Linked DNA regions of Hordeum vulgare: region 1 is linked to region 2. The links are chromatin contacts, called in public Hi-C maps. All regions are on one chromosome and are shown on one strand. Each heading gives the region's core, a stretch centred on a gene start, on an enhancer-like site or on the middle of the called end of the contact. The rest is flanking DNA. Distances are from core to core; before and after follow the strand shown.

Region 1 (6,901 bases), core at 1,524-4,023, 300 kb after region 2:
ACAGCGCCAGCGAGAGGATACGTCTGCTCTGGGCCAACATCAATGTGTAACGACCGCTCTAGAGAGGCATGAATGCGTAGTAACCGCTTCGGGCGGGAATGTGGGAGGGCTCGAGAGGATTTTTGAGTGATCTACGACTGACAGACATGGGCCAGACATCGGTCTGGACGCCCACAAGCCCCCCCCCCCCCTCTTCCCAAAAAAAATTGTTTTCGGTCTGTGGGAAAAAAATACGTCCAAACTGGTTGGCGGATCTATACAAAATTGCGTTGGATGGCAAAAATACGTCTCAACCATGTGGTTCGAACGGTTGGACGATTTAAAGATCGATTATGAAAATGCCTTAATGAAGTAGCGTGCATGATGGTCCTTAGAGAAAACATCTAAGTATAGGATTTTCGCAGCTCAATTATTCTTACAAAGTTCCACACTTGTCTATGAGTTTCGCTACACCAAAGGGCAAAGGGCTAAATTCTATATTGTGAACACACGGACGCACACTCTACTAATATGAGCATTTGTGAGAAACTGCGCCAGCATATTATTTTAAGATTTATAAAGTCATCATAGGCGCCTTGTCTTTACGGAAATATCTCCTCTCACTGAATATACATTGCCGAAAATCCTGATGAAAAATAATGTCAGCACCAAAATTTAAACCTTAATTGTTTGGAAATATCACTGTTTCTCTAACGACCCAACCACATGTGGTTTGCAAATTCTACACAATTAACATCTGATTAGAAATAGGAGGAGAGCCACGTCCACTCGTTTGGTTGATACCCGAGACATTGTGTGTAGAATTTGCAAGTGGCACATTGAAGAGTCCACATTCAATTGAGGTCTTCAATTGACATTGTAACACCCGATTTTGGCCTGGTCAATAATTTCTCAAAGCTCTTTCATTTAATTATTTTATTTATACCTTTATAACACTATATTTCTTAATTTTAAAGATTCACATTCATTTGAGGTCTTTAAGACTCTAATTAAAATTGGATCATCCGATTTTAACCGGGTCAGCAATTTCTCAAAACTTTGGTTAAAATCTTTAGACGGATAAATTATGCTTTTTAATGGGTTTGGTTTATGATTTTGACTGAACTAATAAATTTTCAAATCAATCAACAACAATCAGCCCATAAAAATATATCAATCATGATCGTGCAGCCGTAGACGTAGAAATTTTTCCACATATATAAGATTGGTTAGCATCTAATATAGAATCACACCACGAAATATCCATCAAATTACCGAATTATAAATAAAATAAAAACATACCATGACATCTCCCCCACACAACAAACACAATATTCCATTAGTTTCAAAATATAAGGGATATTATTTTTTGGAAAGTCAAATTCTTCAAATTTGACCAAGTTAAGAAGGAAAATACCGACATCCATAATATTAAATAAAAAATATGATAACTCATTTAACAATGAATCTAATCACAGCAATTTGATATTATGAATTTTGGTATAATTATTTACAAATTTAATCAAATTTTAAAAGTTTGGCATTATTAAAAAATTATACACATTGTATTTTGAAACAGAGTGATTAGGTTTTTTTTAATCTTATGACGCAGCGAAGCACGCCCAGTCCTTCTAGTAATTTATTGCTAAAGCTAAATTAACTTCAGGATATATACTTATGTATGGTTATATATTGTTTGTATAAAAAGTACGTGTATTGATTAATGAATTTGGGAAAAAATATTATGTCATTTTCAAATCTATGTCAATTTTGATTATTGCGGCATTTACCAAAACCATATAGAAATAATTTGGTATATACCGAAACAGAAATGTCTTCTAATCTCATACCATGTTTACTGAAGTATCAATACAATACAAACAAAAGAATGTATAAACCAAACGACATAAACGGAGTGCACCTAATTACCTTTAGTGGTTTTGAGAAGCTTCTATGGATTAGGTCGGACCGGTATTAGAAGTTTATGTTTTTTTTCTTTTTGTTTTCTGTATCGGTTTATTCATGCTTTGATTCTTTATGTTATTTTCTTCTTCATTTTTCAAAGACACATCATATTTTCTTAACGACGTTGAATATTTTCCATATACACATCGAACATTTTTAGAGGATTTTTTTGAATACAGGTTGAACATTCTTTTTTTAATACAAGTTGAACAATTATGAAATGAACATCCAACACTTGTTATGTACATCTGAGGAATTTTTAGAATACATTTTTTAGATATACATTGCAGATTTTGAAAATACACGGTGAACATTTTCCAAATACATGCTGAGAAATTTTTAGAATACATTTTTTACATAGACATTGAAGATTTTGAAAATACAGGGTGAACATTTTCTTAACGCATACTTTCTAAATCCATTATACTATCCATAAAATCCATTATACTTTTTAAAGCGTGTAAACATTTTTTAAGTGCTAGAACATTATTTAGAATGTCACGAGTATTTTGGTGAAATTTACAAGTAATTTTCTAAAATTATATGATTTTTTTAATCTTGAGATCCTACTAACATATTTCTAAAGCACGTGAATACTTTACAAAATAAGTGAAGTCGGTTTTGAATGATATGAACACCTTTTACAAACTGTATAATTGTTTTTACATTTCTAAAAATGACAATAATACATTTGAAAACAAGAAAGAACGAAAAGCAACGAATTAAACTAAAATCGAAAGAAACAAGAAACACCAAATGGAATGACGGCTACTGTGGTGGTCCACTATCGAATCTATTTTATGCGAGCCGTACTTCGGTAAAAACCTCATTAGCAGATCTGTGCAAAGCGGTGCCGGGCCTTCGCACAGAGCTGCAGGGAATGGGCTGGCGGGATGCAGCTTCCCGGTTTTCGAAACCTGTTCCAGACGGTTTTAAAAAAAAATTGAAGGTTTTCTTGACCGGTTTTTCCTTTTTTCTTTTTCTTTATTCTTTTCTGCTTCTGTTTCAAAATTTGTGCTTAAGATTTTAATTTGTTTTCAGTTTCAAAATTTGTTCTTTAGATTCAAATTTTTTCTCGGTTTAAAAATATGTTCTTAAGGTTCAAAAAATGTTCGAGCATTAGAAAATTATTCGTGCTTCTAAATATGTTCAGTTTTTCTTTCAATAGTTTTCTCCGTTTCAAACTTTTGTTATCAACACTAAAAAAATGTTCGTGCTTTAATTTTTTTCGCATTTTTCAATTTTTCAGGAATTTTCAAAATTATTCTCGATTTCAAAACTTATTCTCAGAATTCAAAAATTGTACATGTTTTAAAAAATTGTCCGCGTTTCCAAATTTGTTCAAGGTTTTTTTAAATTGCTCTTGCTTTCAAGATTTATTCTCAAAATTCAGAAAATGTTCATGCTTCAAAATTTTGTTCACGCTTTCAATTTTGTTCGGGGTTTTTCAAAATTGTTTTCCGTTTCAAAATTTTGGTCTCAAGATTCAAAAAATGTTCGTGCTTTCGAATTTGTTCACGATTTTTCCAAATTGATCTCAGTTTCATAATTTGTTCTCAAAATTGAAAAAATGTTCATGCTTTAAATATTCACGTTTTTAATTTTTTTTTGGTTCTTTCAAAATTGTTCCCCTTTTCAAAATTTTGATCTCAAGATTCAAAAAATGATCGTGCTTTAGAGACTTGTTCGCGCTTCCAAATTTGTTCAGGATTTTTCAAAATTGTTCTCGGTTTCAAAATTTGTTCTCAAAATTGAAAAAATGGTCATGCTTTGTATATTTGTTCACGCTTTTAAATTTATTCGGGGTTTTTCAAAATTGTTCTCCTTTTCAAATTTTGTTCTTAAGATTTAAAAAATGTTCCAATTTGGGCGTTCGAGTTGGGTCGAGCCCTTGTTGCAGCTCGTCCCTGCCACAACGAGTGGCAGGTAGGAGGTTCCGTACTTCGGTCCCTGCTATTGGGAGCTCCTATACGATGCATAATGCCTCTTACTGAAGTCGTCACCTGCAGCCTACAGGGACCAGCGAGTGAGCGACTGAGTGGGCCGCCGTCCATTTATTCCGCCAACAGATTCCTATTTTGGGGACCTTCTAAGATTTCAAGTCAGTTTTTATGGGTTTTGTAAAGCTTCTAGAGGATTTCCTGAACCAAATTTTCTTCTGGGGTTTCTATTTCTTTTCCTTTTTTCATTTCTTGTTTCTGTTTAATTTTTTTCTTTCTATTTCACTTATTTTTTTCGATAGTTTTATTTATAAATAAATGAAATGTTTTTCAAATATGTTTGTATTTTCTGAAACCTCGTTCAGATTTAAAAAATGTTCAAGATTTAATTTTTCTCAAACTAGAAATATGTTATCATATCTGAAATTCGTTCATATTTTCTGATTTGTTTTGAGAAACTAAAAAAATATCCGTTCTTTAAAAATTATAGTATTCTTTTCTAAATGGTCGTGTTTTAAATAACTGTTAATAAATTCAAATAATTTTCACATTTTGAAATATTTGACTTGGGCTTTTAGAAAATGTTTTTATTTTTCAAAAAAAATATGAAGTTCTATTTTCAGAATTTTTGGAATAATGAGCATGATTTCAAAGAAATGTTCCTGTTTTCATAAACTGTCCACAAATAAAAACCTTATTATTTCCATATTTTTGTTCACATATTAAAAAAATTGTTCCCGTTTTTTAATATCTTAACCAATTTTAAAAAAATACATGAAGGTGTTAAAAATAGTTTTGGTTTAATTATTTTGTTCACCTATATAGAAAAAGTTTGCATTTCAAAGCGTGTTCAAACAAATTATGAAATTCTGAACAAATTTTAAACCACAAATATACTTAGAATTTCTCAACAAATATTTTGAAAATGGAACATTTCATGAAATAACGAAAAAATGACAGCAGGGACATTTTCCGTAATTGTGAACAAAAATATTAAAATGGAACTTCATAAAATAAATAACAAAAAATAGACAGTACAAACGTTTTTTGATATTCAAACACGGGCATTTTTATAATTTCAGAACAAATTTCCAGCCACGAATAGTTTTTTTGCAATTCCAGGATTTTTTTATAATATGGACATTTTCTAAATTTGTAATAAATCAACATTATCTGAAATTACTGTACATTTTTTATTTTTGAGCATATTTTAGAAAGTGGAACATTTTTAAGCTCTACAAATAATTTCCAAAACACGAACAATTTTTGAAAGATGAACATTTTTTAAACTCCCGAACAAAATTTAGAAACGCGAACAACGTTTAAAAACAAGATATTTTACGGAAATGAATATATTTTGTGAAACACCCGAACAATAATTTTGAAATGCATTGATTTTTTTTTAAATTCTTGAATATTTTCTGAAAGACGAACATTTTCTGAATTTCTGAACAAAACATGATATCATGAAAAATTGAACATTTATTGTGATTTTTATTGAGTAAACTCAAAGATTTGAAAAATATGAGCATATTTTTGAATATATTAATATATTCAAAGTAGACCATTTTATTACACTATTAACCAATTTTTAAAAATGTGACCAGATTTTTGAAACACGCACATTTTTTTGAACTCCCCAAAATGAAATTGAAAACACGAACATATTCGAAAATTTGCAAACATGATCATTTTGTAAACCTCCAGATTTATTTTCCGAAATATGAACAATTTTTGAAACTTGAACATTCTTTTTAAAATGCGAACGTATTAAAAAACAATTGGAAAAATCGGAAAAGGGAAATGGAAAAGAAAAAAGGAGAAAAAGGAGAGAAAAGTGACTAAAAGGAAAGAATAAACATGTTAAATAAACGGAAACAGAAAAAACAAATGAAGCAAATATTAACGGGCGGCCCATATCGCATCGATCGATCCTGAATCCTGTGCGAAATCTCGATATCATGACGCAAAGAGCATCAAATAGGTTTTCCCTTGCTACTGGAAAGACGTAGAGTATAGGAGGCGAGCTCCTATGGAGGGCTGCAGGCGGCTGTTAATGATCTGGCATGGAATGGCCCACTGGCGTGCAGCTCTGTTTTTTTTTCTGTTCATCTAATAGAAAAAACCACCCAAATTTCTACTCCCTTCATCCCAAAATAAGTGACTCAAAAGTGACTTCAATTTGCATTAACTTAGTGCAAGTTTGTGTCATTTTTATGTCACTTATTTTGGGACGGAGGGAGTATCAGTTACGAAAATTAAAATATTAAATCAAAAAAGGTTTACAAATTTAAAGAAACAGTTTCGTCCATTTGAAAAAAGTTTGTATCTTTAAAAAAGGTTCATCAAATTTGAAAAAGATCATCAATTTGACATAAAAAATATTAAAATTAAAAAAAAAATCATCCAATTTGGAAAAAATTCAATAAATCGTAAAAAAGTTCATAAAAATTCAGAAAAGTTCCTAGATTATTAACAAAAGTTCATATATTCTTAAAACAGTTCATGAATATACGAAAAAGTTTCACCAGAACAAAAACAAATTCAAAATTTTATGAATATACGAAAAAGTTTCACCAGAACAAAAAAGTGTTCACAAATTGCAAACTTTGTTGCCCAATTTTCAAAAAAATATCGTTGATTAAAAATTGTTTCCAGAGTCCAAAATGTACATGAAGTCATAAAAATTTCATGGACCTAAAATATGTTTTTCAAAAGTTTGTGAATTTCAAGAAATGTTTAAATTTAAAATAAAAACGTTGATTCAAACAGATGTTTACAAGTTCCAGAAAATGTGCTCAATTTGAAGGAGAGACCGTGAAATTGTAAAATTGTTAATGGATTTTAAAAATGTTGAAGGTTTATAATATTTTTCATGAATATGAAAGATGTTAGTAAAAATGAAAAATAAAATATCATGTTCTTGAAAGGAAATATCAAAAAAGTTAAAGGAAATAAAAACTAGAAGAAACAAAACTAACATGAAAAAGTAAAATTAAAATGGAACTAATAAAAAA
Region 2 (6,575 bases), core at 3,435-5,934:
GATCCTCACGAAGTAGCTGATCTCCTTGCCCTTACAAACTTCTTGGTTCAACTCCACAACACAAAGTAGGAGGCTCCCAAGTGACACGTAACAAATCTAGGAGGTACCACCCTCCAAAAGGTAATAGATGCGGTAGTACGATGAACTCCTTGCTCTTGTGCTTCAAAAGATAGTCTCCTCAACACTCAATCACTCTCTCATAGATTTGGCATGGGTAGAAGAGATTGATTGGGTGGAAAGAAACTTGGGGAGGCTAGAGATCAAGTTTCAAATGGATGGATTGGAATATCTTGATCCCAACACATGAGTAGGTAGCTCTCTCTTAGAAAAATGAATTTGGAAAGTGTATGTGTGTTCTGAGTGCTTCCTCTACGAATGAGAGGAGGTGGATGGGTATATGTGGGCATATCCCAAAATCTAACCGTTACAACATTATTGCCCAACTCGATGAAACCGAAGTGAATCTCAGTGGCACCGATCTACACAAAATGTGGAAACTTTTGAATTCTTAGTGAGACCGATATAGGAATCTCGGTGGTACCGATATGGTGACCTAGGGCAGTCTCCAAATCTTGTTGAGACCGATTTCAAGACTCGGAATTTCTGATTCTTGAAAATGACTAACCAAAAAGTTGGTCACTGATTTTCGGTGGAACCGAATGGAATGTTGGTGGTACCGAGATTCTAGGGTTTGGCAAGGATTTTGTCTATGGAAGAATCAGTAGGGCCGAGTGGAAAATATTGGTGGCACCGATTTTGATGTTTAGGGTTTGGATAGAGAATTTTTGTGGGAGAATGGCTAAGTATTTTTTGGTCGCTATCTCTAAGAACTTGAGCAACCAATTCATCATAGATACCTCACCCCCTTTTAATAGTATTGGCTTTCCTATGGACTTAAATGTGATTTCTCAGTAATATAAATTGTAGAGTCTTGTTGCTTGAAGCTTGGCCAATCCTATTCCTTTTCTTGCATCAAGGGGTTCTCCTCACAATTCTTAGCCAATGCATCTTTTAACTTTTCTGAAATATACTTAGATAAGATCATTAGTTTAATGACACATATGTTGTGATTAATTACCAAAACCACCTTAGGGAGCAATTGTGCTTTCACCCTCCTTCTTTGGTATGTGTATGATGTAGATCATAGTCACAGATTTTACCTCACGAGGGAATTACTTCTGGCCTCCATTGTTTGGCCTGCGAGGCTCGTCATCGTCCTTGTTGTGGGTGCTTTTGCCCTCGTCCTCAGATGTGAGTTTTCTCACTTGTTTGATGACCCAACAGTTATGGTCTGTGTGTGTGGCAGGCTTGTCTCGTGTGCCATGGATCTCACACAGCCTAGCGAGGATTTTGTCTAGTGCAGTAGGTCCATCCTGATTCCCTTTAGAGAGCTTCTTCCGTGGTCCTGACTTTGACTTGTTGAATCCGACATTTACTGTTGTATCCTCGACATCCCCGTTGTTGTGTCGACGCTTATTCTTGTTGCGCTGTGGTTTCCCGTTTCCATCCCGAACTTCATAGGTGTTGGCATTTTCGGGGTTGTTGCTTCGATGAGCGAACCAAGTGTCCTCGTCCGTGCAAAAGCGGGTCATAAGTGAGGTAAAGGTCGACACTGTTCTCGGCTTATCTTGGTCGAGCTGACAAGCTGGCCATTTGTCTTGGATGTTGCTTCTGAAAGAGCCTATTGCCTCGGCGTTCAGGGGGAATCGGTTCCAAAATTGTCGGACTGATTTCTGAAAGAGGCTATTGCCTCGACGTTCAAGGGGAATCGGTTCCAAAATTGTCGGACTGACTCGTCGGTCTGTTGGACTATGTGGCTGAAGTCATCAGTGTGCGGGGGTCGGACATAGGTGCCTTGAAATTAGCTCGAAAGGCATCCTCGAGCTCTTCCCATCTCCCAATGGAGTTTTTGGGGAGGCTGTTCAACCAATGTCGTGCTGGTCATTTGAGCTTTATTGGCAAGTACTTTATGGCGTGGGGGTCATCTCCTCGGGCCATATGAATATGGAGAAGGAAGTCTTTGATCCACATGTCCGGATCCGTTGTCCTGTCGTATTGTTTAATGTTTATGGGTTTAAACCCTTCGGGGAAGTGATGCTGCATCACCTCATCTGTAAAAGCACACTGGGTGAGCTACGCCGCTGACCAGAGCTACCTCACGCTGGAGGTCGGATGTTTTCCAGACCTGATGTTGATCCCGAGCTCTATCATTTCGGTCGAGCCAAGCTTGGTACCCGTCCCGTCTAGCGGGGGTGCACCGTTTAAATCCATAGATGGATCTTGTCTGGCGTGCTCTAGTATCCAAGGCGTGTGATAGGTCATATGGGTCCTCACGTTGTATTGGCTCCTTCCTTCTTCAACAGGGAGGTGCGAGTCGAATTTCGGCTTCTCCAACCGTCCTGTCCCGTCCACAAGGGGGCGGTCTGGCTAGTTGTCCTTAGTGCATCTACGAAGTGAGGGCTTAAGGGCCTCGTCGTTGAATTGCGGAAGTAAACGTCGATGCAGGTAACTTTTGTTTTGGTAGAGTCGTTAATTGCCGTACCCGTAGTCGGGTGCTAGGACTCTCGTCCATGTGTCGTTGCGGCTGTCTTGTTCGGCTTTTAACTTCTTATGTTTCTTCTTCAGGCTTTTGACGGTGGCTATAAGTTGTCGCTTGAACCGCTCTTGATCCAGCGGGTCCTCGGGGACGATGAAATCCTCGGCTATGAGACTAACCTCCTCCTCAGAGAGAGGAAGGTAGTTGTTGTCTTCAGAGTCATTGTGGTCCTCGGGTTTATTCTGATCCTCGTGCCCCTCCAAGTCATCAGGTTGTTGTTCGGGGCACCGAGGCCGCCGAGGTCTTCCGGATTGTCCGGAGTATTGTTTTCTCGAGTGCCCGTGTTGCTTTCCCTACCCTTGCACCCCTTGGACCTTTTGCGCAGGCGTCGGTGCTTGGGCGGCTCCTCGCTTGGCTTGTCGCCATTCTTTCTAGGGGTGTCGTAGCCGTTATCGCTAGGGGTGTCCACCATGTAGACATCATAGGTGGAGGTGCTTGTCCACAGTCCAGCAGTGAGAGGGGAGTAGCGTCGACATCTTCGTCCAGGTCCTCGGCCTCTTAAGAGGCGTAATCCAACATATCAGTTAAATCTTTGCTAGTGGCTACCAAATGGATGGTGGGTGGGACGTACAATTCCCCATGCCTGCCTCAAGACCAATCCGAACATAGGTCGAGTACGGGTCATGTGTAATGTTCATTGTGTGGATCCGGGCCAACGCCTCGTTCAATAACGAGGGGTTAGTCGGGTTAGTCTTTCAAAATCTTCCGGAGTTGACCTCCCCCCAGACAAGGTAGCGGAGCTGGGTCGGCCGGTAAGGTGACCTATGTTTGGACGGATGGCTGGTGGCGTCGGTGGAAGTGGGCGGCGGCGATGGAAGGTGGGCTGGACGGGTGAGTCAGAGACGAAGCGAGAAAGATGAGATTGGCCTATGTGCCACCGGCTGACGGGCCAGGGAAAAGAGAAGGACGGGCGTCACGGGCGTCCGTGTAATGGATTGCGGGCGGACAAAAGACACATACAGCATCCGTTTGGATCGTTGTGCAGGGTCGTATTCTGTTTCCGCAACGACACAAACGTGCGGACGAAATAGATCACCCGGTTGTAGTTGCTCTTAGATATGACAACCTTTCTCAAACTTAATAATCTCAAATCTCAAACCAAACAGCCCCTTAGTTTAGGATTAGAACGGCGCGCGAATCTTCCCAGCTTAAAACACACGCGCGTGTACGTGGGAGTCAAGTAGTCAACCAAATACTACCACGTACGGGCCACATATAATTGGAGGATGGGCCCTCGTCATGATACCACCCGAGAGCGAGAGGCCGAGACGAGACGTTTCCTCCCATAAGCGGAGAAACTGGCTTTGTATCGTCCGGGGCTTCGTGGGAGCTTTCGGCCGGGGAACGGAAAGGAAAGGTCGCTGCCGAACTTGACGGATACGTCGATGGCCACACATGCACCCATGGGGACTCCATGCATGCACGCGTCGGCGCAAGTGCAAGGAGGATGGATGTACCCGTGGGCAATCGCGATCCGGTCGTCCTATCGCGATGATGGACCGGCCGCTGGATGCGCCTGTCCATGCTCCCATGAGAATCAGATGGGTGTAAACATGGCGCCGTTTCTTGTGGGATACAGTGGTGCACAGTTATCATTGTCCCTTTGTTTTTCTCAATCATTGCCATTGTTTAATGGTCCGACTGTCGAAATTTAAGGTAAGGTAGAGTGGAGTAGATCTTTTTGCTGTTTGGGCGTGACCTGCCTCGCCGGAGTCCAAACAAACTTTGGTGGTGGTACCCTTGCTTAGGAAAATACTTGTAATTTAGGTTGGTGGATGGTTGAACTGTGATTGTATGATACTTCTGATAACCAGGAGCTTTATTTATCCTGTAGTACAATACATGTTTGTTGGCCACACCAACGGGCAACGGAGTCACACTTCTGATAACCAGGAGCTCTATCCTTATCCTCGTTCTAGCTTTGGACTTCTTTACAATATCCTACTGGCTGTTCGGCCGCTAATTTATACAGTAGATATATTCAAATTCAATCTGCTTGCTGCTGATGCTGCCGGCGCTAGAATAGCGTTACTCCGATACAGTACGTCTAATGATTGTCAGTAGGTAGGCCGCTAGCATACGGAAAAATGGCAGTAGGCCGAGCCCCCTACAGGGTGCTAGCCAGTACTCCCACATCATGCCCCATGAGTGACCCACCCAACTGGCTTAGCCAGCCAGCCAGCCACACTGACAAAGATTATCGACAAAGCGAGCAGAGCACTTAAAGAGAAGATAAAATCATCGCAGGCGCGGCCCCGCTGGCGCGCATGCACGGGGCACGGCCGGAGGAGTGCGTGTCGTCACGTCACCGGCGGCAGGGGGCCTGCAGCTGACATCAACGACGACGCTGCTCGTCCACGGGACACAGACGGGGCGCCTGTCGCCATTGATTAAAGCCGGCCTGCGCGACGCCCAGGGAATCGTCAGGCATCGAACCGCGAGCCTCCATCAGCGCTTGCACGCACGCTTCATTTCCCCCCGGCCCCGCGTGTTCCCTCCGCTCGTCTCATTTCCGCTTCTTGCTCACTGTTGCACGGTGACGTGCGGTCAGGGGGGGATGGTCGAGCACGGCTTCAGGTCTGGCAGCGTGGTGCAGCGGGGAGGCCAGTCAGGGGGCGATGGGGAGGGAGGTTGAGGGGTCTATTGGCAACAGCTGCGGCCGCCTGTGTCGGCTTTGGCCAGCGGCGACGTCTACCGTCTACGCGCGAGCGCGACGGAGGCCGACGGGGACGCGCGCGGGCCGTGCCGGCGGGAGCCGCGACCGGCGACGGCAGCCAGCATGGGTCACGTGTGGGGCGGCACAAGCAAGGAGCTGGTCCAGTCCAAGGGCGGCCACCTGACCCGATTGGCTGATCCGGTCCGGGGCCATCGTATCGTATCGTCGCGGGGTTTTGGATTGTCCTCGGATGGGGGCTGGGGCGGGTCGTGCGGGCCAGCAGGGCGCGGAGCGGCCCGGTGTTGGGTGGCTCCTTCACGGTTCCAACCTGTTGTTCGGACTACAGCTGATCGTGAGGACCACCGCATCAGATCAGCTGAGCGGGAAGGGCCCGACCTCGTCGTCGTAGGCGGGATAAGGTGAGGTGAGATGCGGTTTCGGGGCAAAATTTCGTATTTTAATCATGTTATGTAAGTTGATTCAATCCTTTTTTTTTAAATGAGATCTAATCTTTTTTCTATTGTCAGGGTTTTTGATGGTGAGGTATAACAGCCTATCGTGAAGGTTTTTCAACAATAGGAAACTTCACATCAACAGACCGGATCCTTATTGCCAGACAAGTTGGTAGTGTTACAATAAATGTGTTTGACCAACCTACGAAGTCTGAAATCTTAAAAAATAAAATAACAAACGACGATGTGGTGTTGCTAAAGTTTAGTAACATAACGTCAATTAAAAAAGAGTTGAAACTTTTTATATAATGAATTTTCTTCATCATTTTAAATGTGTTGGGAAGAGAAAAGGAAAGACTACTTGCGGGTTCGCTCGGCTCGCCTGGCCTGGGTAGGACAGGGCGGGGCGGGGCGTACGCGTAAATGGTCCCCCAAAATCATGTCTGTTGCCTTGCGAGAGCGCGATTTTCTTTTATCGTTTTATTTTTTATGTCTTAATAGACAAGTCAATTATTTATTGTTCGGTAAGTATATGATTTAAAAACCTAGTCAGTTTAAGATCGTGACCGCGACACGGTACCATATGTGATCCTTCTATATATATTGTTTACCGACCTCAACCAAAGATACAACAAAAACACCTAGGGTTTTGCCTCATCTCGCAACTTCCAGCGTCATCGTAGTCTACATCATCTTAAACGCGGACGTGCATCGACGCGCGGGAGAGCATGTCTTCGAAACCGTTCGTCTTTGTGATCTTGCTTCGAAAGAGGACGAATTAGGTTTTTGAGAAGCGTTGTGTGCAACTGCTTAAATTCATCATCACGGGTCGTCTACCGTTTAACTCGGGCGGTGCTACTCATCACGATCT

Evidence for each region. Hi-C and Micro-C count contacts between places; a contact is called where the count stands out from the background.
Region 1: a Hi-C map of leaf shows a contact between it and region 2, with 3 times the contacts expected there. The contact joins two enhancer-like sites. A contact is called at or near these places in 4 of 6 Hi-C or Micro-C datasets (leaf and seedling).

The regions. Positions count from the first base shown.
Region 1 is chr7H:84,582,743-84,589,643 of MorexV3_pseudomolecules_assembly, forward strand. No RefSeq gene overlaps it. Among protein-coding and RNA genes, the nearest start is that of LOC123411559, 9.2 kb to the right of the region's middle. Within about 2 kb of position 2,774, at least 2 of the 3 cell types and tissues checked have open chromatin away from gene starts, as enhancers often do. A contact at or near this core is called in leaf, where this site is marked.
Region 2 is chr7H:84,285,252-84,291,826 of MorexV3_pseudomolecules_assembly, forward strand. No RefSeq gene overlaps it. Among protein-coding and RNA genes, the nearest start is that of LOC123411035, 220 kb to the left of the region's middle. Within about 2 kb of position 4,685, at least 3 of the 3 cell types and tissues checked have open chromatin away from gene starts, as enhancers often do. A contact at or near this core is called in leaf, where this site is marked.